2 separate regions of the Gossypium arboreum genome follow, and region 1 is linked to region 2. A link is a contact called in public Hi-C data. All regions are on one chromosome and are shown on one strand. The core of a region is the stretch at or near the end of the contact, and the rest is flanking DNA. Distances in the headings are between cores, read along the strand shown.

Region 1 (4,695 bases), core at 52-2,551, 130 kb after region 2:
TACTATATTGGAAGGATAAAGTGATGCTAATTAGATCTAAATTCAAATTAGGCAAAATCTACTAGTGGTGATTTGTTCACCCTTAGTAGTGGCAACTAATTCTATCATGAAATAATAATTTACTACTTTAGAGTTGGTGGGTAAGGAGGTTGAATGGTTAAAAAATTCTTAAAAAATATTTCATTTGGTACAAAACCAATACCTTTTGTGTCATTACATTGTGATTGCTAATTGACAGTAATCATTGCAAGAATAAAAGTTTCAATGGTAAAAATAGACATATTTCTATGAGACATAATGTGATAAAATAATTGCAAAAAAATGAAGTCATATCCCTTGATTATGTGAAGTGAAAAGTGAATTTGGACCATCCTCTAACTATACATGTAGGAAGAAAAACTAATAAATGAAACATTAAGGGAAACAACAATGTTGGTAACCTAATCTATGAGATTGTGATCCTATGAATTAGGTTATGAGATTGTGATCCTATGAATTAGGTTCATATGACTAACAAGTCATTAGTTTATTCTTTGAGCACTACTATGAATTAGGTTCATATGACTAACAAGTCATTAGTTTATTCTTTGAGCACTACAAAATCATGTTATTCCTATAGTGTAAATAGTGTTAAAATTGCAAAGAAAGTGAGGATGAATAAACTCTTACTAAAATTCGTATCTTTTATAGGTAGCACATTAATCTACAATATACATTTGATGAATTGATTTATATGAGTGTGAAGTGAGCTCGCTTTTATGATATTTTTTAAAAAAGTCTTTAAAGTAATCATTAAAATCTAGGTGCATACATGGTTTATTAGTGCACAACTGTATTGAAGAACAAAATTATGAATATAATATGATTAATGAGAATTTTAACTTAGATGATAGAATTTTTATTCATTGAAGACACCATAATCAACAAAGAACTCTACAATAGGCTTTCCATTTTTTTTTTTTATGAAATATATGGAGAATTGTTGAAAATTAAGGGTATTTCAAAATAACTTTATGTCGCATCCATTAGATAAACCTTTTTGCCTTTTGTCTATATGATAATAATTTATTGGGTTTGTACGACCTTATGGAAAGGAGGGTTCGCGTGCACGAGAACTGGGCTCAGCAACATTTTGACTAACCTTACTTTGAGGGCTATGTATATCATGCACTGGCAACATTTTAAAACTGTACCGAACAATAACTCCTCCCTCGTGCATTACTTGATGAGTGTTAGTTCGTTACTATTTTTTGTTAAAATAGAAGAGCTTATTGGATACTGAAGAATACTCGTTACTGTTCTACACACCTTAAATTTTAGTGCTCTAATTTTTAGATTTCATTTTTTGTTTACTTTTTATAACGATGTAAGTGTTCAAGAACACTGGGCGTAAACCTTGTTTTAATGAAAAGAATAAAACTTTTTAAAATTTTGCTCAGTGCCTATTTTGATTGCCCAATAATATTGAATTCTCCACGGCTTGAGCTTATGGACTGATTCCAAAAAGAATTAAACAGATAAAGGTGTTAGAACAATATAAGCAGGCCACAATCCAATTCTAAAAGGGCCAAGCAACCAGTGTATGATCAAGTGTCATCATTAGAGTAAGCCCTCTGACATAACGCTACCAAGCAGTCTGAGATTGCCAAGTGAAAAACTGGCCCTGGAACCAGGTATAAAGATCTTATAAGTACGTTACATCACCCCCCTTTAACCTTTAATAGCTGTGCTCTTTGCTTTTGCCTTACCATTATCCGTCCCAATTCCGAATCCTAGTTTCTTGTAAGAGCATTGTCCAGCAAAGCCCAGCCTACCTAACCCAAACCAGCATATCAACAATGCTGAAAGCATGGAATAAGATGGATTCACATCATTGTCTACTCTTGTTTGGTGGGACATGAGGTGATTCGTCTTTTCCTATCTAAATCTATGTTTTTGGATTTTAAGAAAATGCACCAAACTATAAGAAATATAGTCCCACCATTTCTAGTTTGGATAATGCTTTTTCTGGTAAGGAAGATTTCAAAATAAAAGCAAGCTGATAAAAAAATTTGAATAAATGCAAGAATCAATATTGAAAATCGGGTTGGCCAATTGTCATTTGATTTCGAATTTAACCACTGGACAGTACATATAGATATTTGTGTCCATTTACTTTCGTAATTTATCTGTTGTACGAGTTGAATGAAATCACCTACGAAATTAGAACACAAGAAAGACACGTTTACTAATTCATTACTCGTCACAAAAAAAAGAAAACACAGACAAGCAGTTCAATTGGGGGGAGGGGGAAGTAGAAAGGCTATAAAAAGACAGCACAGGGGACTTTGAAAACCGGTACAAACTGGAAGCACCCAGCAATACATTTTCCAACAAAGAGTACATAAAATTATAAACCCACAAATGGGATTTTCTCGATTGCACTCTCTTTAAACCCCGTCGCACTTGTGGTACATTTGCTGCGAAAATCAGAATCATGCTTTCGTCGCAGCAGCATTGGGGAGAAACGGTATCATCTCTTCGATTTTGATCCAACATTTATTTGGGTCGCCCTTTGTTTAATCAAAGAGGATGATAAGGCACATAGCCCAACATGCTCGTTACGTTTGTTACGACATCGTTGCACTTTGTCAGGAGGCTTAGCATCTGCTGTGAAATATCCATGCTTGTTGTACTACTAGCTGGTAGGGTGGTGGTTTGAGTATTAAGATTGTGAACATTTCTGGGAGCCACTTCGGTGGGGGCTTTCCCAAATTGAGGAATAGGGGGATTAACAGGAAACGAAGACGAAGATTGAGGAATGACCTTTTGAATGTTCTTAGTATTAAATTCCATTGCAACAGAAGGTGCAGCAGTATCACCAAAACTGGGATTGTTGTTGAAGTTGTTTCTATTACCAACCATCAATTGATCTCCCCTACTAGTTTCTTCCCCACCCAACATGAATTTTACACGCGCTGTACCTCTACCTCCATTACCTCCACTTGCCTGCCCTGCCTCTTCACTTGTTGATTTCTTCAAGCAGGACTTCAGCTGGACCGTCGTTTGTGGAAGTGGCTGGTGTGCAACCACCGGTGCTGCTGGTCTTTCAACCACAGGATCCTTAACTCGTATGGTTTCACTGCCAGTCTCGTCTCCTCGTGCCTTGTCAGAATCTAGTGCTTCAGCTGTAGGAGCTTCCACACTTCGAAGATGGTATCTCACGTTCACATTGCCAAATAGGGAGTTGGTTCCATTAGCATATCTATATGCAGCCTGAGCATCAATCTTGTGTCTGAAGACAACACGGCATGTTGAGGACTTCCAAAACACACGGATAGCTGACTGATCTAATGAGCCGAAGCGTCCAAATCTTGCCTTCAATTCTGCAACTGATGGAAGTGATACCTGAGGAGGAAACTTCATAACCAGCATTGTAGGCTCAACAGCCCTAGGTAGAGACTCCACTTTCCTTGCAGAATCTGGTTTTTTAGGTGGTCTTGCTGGGAGCCCTGTAGTTGGCTGTTCTTTAACTTCAACTTTTGGAGCTTCCGAAGCCCTCAGATTGCCCTTCTTCTCTGCAGCTAATGATTTCAACTGACTAAGTTTTTTCAACCTCTTTGCAGCAATTTCTTCTAGACGATCAGATGGGAGACGCTTCAGTCCAGCTTTTGTTGGATCATCAGGTCTTGCAAGGGGTCTCACTGGTTTTGAAGGAGTCGAGTCTCTAACATTCTCCTTGGTGTTGTCAGAGCCTCCAACCAAAGGAGGTTTACCAGCACGAAGCTCAGTAGAATCCATCTCTGATGTTGGTAACACAACCAAACTTTTCTGATAAACAAGTGACCGGTATCGCAAAAAGCATTGCCTAACGATTGTTGGGCTATTCCTTTCCACACCATGAAAGGGATCAAGAGCCAGAGCATGCAAATCACTCAGTAGTTGTGCAAGTTCAAATCCAGAATTTCCCACACCAATGGTTGTGGAAGCCCCAACAGAATTGAATGAGGAATGAGTAGGATCAACATCTTTCTTCAGCTGATTCGCCTGAGACTCTTCTCTAGGACCCAAACCAATCTGTGCGGATTTGGCCCCATCTTTTCCAAGGAGAGAAGGCTTCTTTGGTTTATCAGAGTTTGTTTCTGAACCAGTCTCCTTCTTCTTTTTCTTCTTCTTTTTCTCCACCGAAGCAGAGTTCTCAACACCTATATCAGCTGAGGAGCGCTTTTTCACTTTCTTCACCCCACCCTCAGCAGTCATGCCACCAGGGCGCTTTATATCAACTGGGTAAGGATGCCCACTGGTAAGACCATCTCGAACTTGATCTAATCCCTGGCCTCCTTCCAGTTTTGCAGTGGAATCCATATCAGGTTTCTGAACTACTTCATATGATCTGGACAATTTTCCACCCTCAGATTTTGGGTCAAATATAACATCACCTTCGGACTGAAAAGTTGCAGACACACCATCACTTTTATTCAAAGACGGCTTTTCATCTATAGCAGCAGCGGGGGCTGAAGTCTGGTTTGCAGATGGAACTGCATTTCCAGATAAATCTCCACTAGAACTTACACCATCCTTGCTCATAACAACAGTCTGCTCTTGTTTTACTGGAATCTGAGAAACTGGAGCCCTCTTCTGCAACACATAATCTCCAGCTACAAATGTTGGTGATCCCTCTCTGAAAGTTGATGGCATTGTTGGACTAGCTGCTTC
Region 2 (4,346 bases), core at 1,366-3,865:
CAAAGAACAGAAAATTTACAAAAAAAAAAAGGACTATGCGAAGATTAAAATTCAATTACTGTTGAAAGGATACTGATTCATCAATGACGTCTTACCCACCCTGAAATTGATAATAACCCATTAATCAAACAAATTTTAAGAAATCCAAAAATTCATCGTTTTAGTTGTAAAAAGAAAAAGCCATAGAAATTGAAATTGAGAACGACATACCCGCTATCGCCGAGAACAATGACCTTGAGCAAGGTTCGTCTTCGCATTGCCATGGCGGTAAAATTAACGGCAACAATTTGGTTTTGATTTATTAGATTTGATTTACCTTTTTTTTTATAAAAAAAAAAAACTTAATTATCACGCCTTTGAATTCTTTTGGGGTGCTTTAAATTTATTGGTACAGCTCTATGGATTTACCTAATATATTTGTAAAAGCTATTGAAAAGAAATTTCCTTTTTTTTTTCCTTCTTTACTTTGCTCCCTTTTCTGCACTAGAAAATTTTTTTTCCTTTTGGCTGAAAAGAAGCGCCAAATTTCCATTTCTTTTTCCATATTACTAGGTGAAATTATGGTTTTTTTTTCTGCATATTGTATTTAATTTAGTTTTTATATTTAATTTAAAATAATTTATTCTTTTATGAAATTAACAAAAATGTTTATTTTTAATATTTAAGGAATATTATTTTGAAGATATTTTTGTTTGTTTATATTTTTATACTAAGTTTAAAAATTTATAATGATTTATTTGACTCACAATGCTAAAAATCCTTAAGCATTCTTTTATTCAATTTTATGAAAAAATTATTTTAATCATTTATTTAATTTTTTAGCTATTAAACTTGTATTGTTTATCAAATTATCTAAAATAGATAATAAAAAAAATCTAATATTTGTTGATTTTACTGATGTAGCATTCATGTGGCAATCTACTTGTATGCTATGTTAGTAATTAATTAATGTTTTAAAATTAAAATATCAAAATGTATTTTTATATATATTTTAAATATTTTTATATATTTAAAATTAATTAATTTTAAAAATTAATTAATTATTGATTTGACATTTACTTGACAATCCATGTATAAAATTAACAAATGTAAATATTTTTTATCTATTTTTAAAGAATTTGACAAACAGATAAATTTAAACACTAAAACAGATACAAAATTAAATTGAAAACTAATTTTTTTAAAAAGTTGGAAACACCAAATAAGTAATTATATCTTTAAAAATACATGCACATAATAAAAATAAAGTCTAAAACATCATTATATTCATTATCTCAAATTTACCATTTTAATTAAAATTTTTCAAATTTTTATAAATTTATTATATCATTTTTTCACCCATGTAATATAATCTAATTATTTATAGTAAATTTTATTTAAATCACTGAAATTATTAAAAAGTTTTGTTAATCGGCTACTGTGGAATTCCTTTTATAATCTTTAAAATAATTTAATAACGATAACTATTTTAATAACCATAATTTCAATTTTCAAAACACATAATAACTATTATAATTGTACTTCTTGTAATATATGTTTGTAAACTTTAAATAGAATTATGCCACTAGAGCCTTAATATGGTTCGGGTAAGCTCATGAGAAAATTAGTGATTTTGTATGGTTTAATTTAATAAATTATTGAAGATTATAAAATAAAAGATGTTTAAAAATTTAATTTAATTAATTTAATATCAATTTTGAATTAATTCCTTACAATTTTTAATTTTTAATCTGATCGATTGATCTAATCTAATTTAAACAATCATATGTCTAGAGACTAATTTTAGGATGGGGAGACAAAGATTTTGGCCTCTCAAAAATAAAATAAAAATCAATTTAGTCTTATTATAAATAGAAAATTTATAAATTAATTTTAGTGAAATTATATTTTGGTCTTCTTAAATTGAAAAATTTTCAATTCAATCCTCTTATAAATAGAAAATTATAAATTAATATATAAAAAATTACATTTTAACCCTCCTAAAAATAAAAAATTTCTATTTAATACCTTAAAAGATGATGAATACATGATAAATTTATAATTTTTTAATGAAAAATTATAATTAAAATCTTGTCGCTCGTTGAAGAAATTCTAAATTCAGCCGGGAGCATGCAGCTCAAACAAATCATACCGCCTTGCAGATGCTGTATCTCCAGCCTAATAAAACAAATTTGTGATCAGTGGGATTGGATAGACAATGAACCTGTTCTGTACAAGTTCTTAATCACCCATACATAATGCTTCCATGGCATCATATGCACTACCCTTAATACAATGACATTATAAACAATCTACCCTCCAATCAAAACATACCACCAACTAGTTGCTTATTAAGCTTGGTTAAACAAGGAAAAATAATATTTCAGAAGAAAAAAAAAGCATTTGAGGGTTCGGCTCATGGAAATATATCTTTCATAAATTAAAAATAATAAAAAGAATTATTATATTTTTATTTCACAAATAATTTTAAAAAATTTATTTTTTATATTTTATTATACAACCAAATAATTTTCTATAAATGGGAAATAAAAAATACACCTAGTATCAAAGACTAATGTCTATTTATATTACTCTAATTTAATTTTATATTTTCCTTTTAAAAGATAATTTACAACATTCTAGTATTTAAATATCACTATTTATTGGCGAAAAAACTCGAATACGAAGTCGGATAACAATATCGGTGTTGCGGTACACTGACTACAAATAGTATCCTTCTGATCATCTCTCTCTTCCTGAGAGCCAAACGATGGCTGGTATTCCGATCAGATTCGGAATCATTGGGTGTGCCGAGATAGCCCGCAAAGTTTCTCGAGCTATCCAGCTTGCTCCTAACGCCACTGTCTCCGCCGTTGCCAGCCGCTCCTTCGACAAAGCCGCCAATTTCGCCAAGGCTAATGGCTTCCCACCTGACACCAAGATCTACGGCTCCTACGAGTCCCTTCTTGACGACCCCGACATCGACGCCGTTTATTTGCCTTTACCCACTAGCCTCCACCTCAAATGGGCTGTTTTGACGGCTCAGAAAAAGAAGCATCTGCTCACGGAGAAGCCCGTCGCCTTGAGCGTGGCCGAGTTTGATCAGATTCTAAAGGCTTGTGAAGAAAACGGGGTTCAGATTATGGACGGTACCATGTGGGTGCATAATCCCAGAACCCATAAAATGAAGCAGTTTTTAAACGACAAGGAGCAGTTTGGTCAGCTTAGAACGGTAAATACATTACGGGGTTCTGCTCATTTTAAGGTTTTTTCTTTTGTTTATGTAGTTCACCACTTTCCTGCTAGGCCATAGGAGATAGTTTAAAGCTCAATTTAAGGTGTCATATGCCTTATCATTTTAATATGTTAGGCAATGGAATGGCGTCATCTTCTTAATATCTATGAATATCCGATTCTGTAGGTGTATCTTGCCTTTCTAAATATTAGCAGCTTGTTTTACTTTAGAAATTGTATGTCTTTGTTTGGATGATCCTGTTAGATATTGTTTTTTTTTTTTACTCAATTTAAAATGGGTTCTGTAGAGATGTGAAGAAGAGTTTGGTAAGATATGGGGTTAATGAGACAAAGGAAGCATAGAAATTGGGTTTTGTTTTAGGGCTCGGGTTTAATATTTGTCTATCGGTGCTTTGTGCTATTTGTCATCTTTATGATTATAGTATATGTTTCTCTGTCATCCATGTATGTAGGCAATTAATTAAGCCCATTAAATATAGCCTCTTGTGTGAATGAGTTGATGTCATAGATCCTATATTATTGTTCGTCCAGAACCTAGTGCTTTTCTTGAACTCCTCTTCAACTGAGCTTGTTATTGTTAAAACATGAAACACTTGTCCTCAATGAATCAGAGCCTAGTTCCTTGTTGGACTGTGATTCGTTTATTTCTGTTGCGGGTTGTTTGGATTGTTTCGGGATGGAAAATCTAAAAACTTGTTGGTTTTAGATGGAGAAGAAAAACAAAACAGTACCGATGATCTAGATATGTGAATGTTCATTGTACCCAGTGATATGAACTTTCCTTTACCAACGAAGTGATATGAAGTTTTGAGTTTTTATAGCCACTGGAAATAAGCTTGCTTGTCTTTGTACTAAGGGTTTTGTAAAGGATAAAATAAATGAATGGAGATAATATTTCATTCTGAAGTAGAGCTTACAATAATGGCTCAAGAGCACAACCTTTAAGATACAGTTGCTTAGCATTTTCATAAGTTCCTATAAATTCACAGAAGCCTTATAGTTATATATGCACATATATATGTGTATGCATTTTGTTTGTGTATGAAAAAGAGAAGTATTGTTTGTATGCTTGCATTTGGATGTTTGCAAAACACTCAGCCTTCCAATGTCTG

Evidence for each region. Hi-C and Micro-C count contacts between places; a contact is called where the count stands out from the background.
Region 1: a Hi-C map of leaf shows a contact between it and region 2, with 4 times the contacts expected there. The contact joins the enhancer-like site here to the promoter of LOC108453678 in region 2. A contact is called at or near these places in 2 of 5 Hi-C or Micro-C datasets (both in leaf).

What each region holds. Positions count from the first base shown.
Region 1 is chr5:27,595,215-27,599,909 of ASM2569848v2, forward strand. It overlaps LOC108453111 (PWWP domain-containing protein 1), which reads right to left. Exons shown (of 3, transcript XM_017751039.2): 3 at 2,203-4,695. The coding sequence ends at 2,563. Among protein-coding and RNA genes, the nearest start is that of LOC108453111, 5.0 kb to the right of the region's middle. Within about 2 kb of position 1,302, at least 2 of the 2 cell types and tissues checked have an H3K27ac peak or open chromatin away from gene starts, as enhancers often do. A contact at or near this core is called in leaf, where this site is marked.
Region 2 is chr5:27,465,809-27,470,154 of ASM2569848v2, forward strand. It overlaps LOC108453678, which reads left to right and starts at 2,616. Exons shown (of 2, transcript XM_017751930.2): 1 at 2,616-3,211. The coding sequence starts at 2,750. It also overlaps the pseudogene LOC108450444.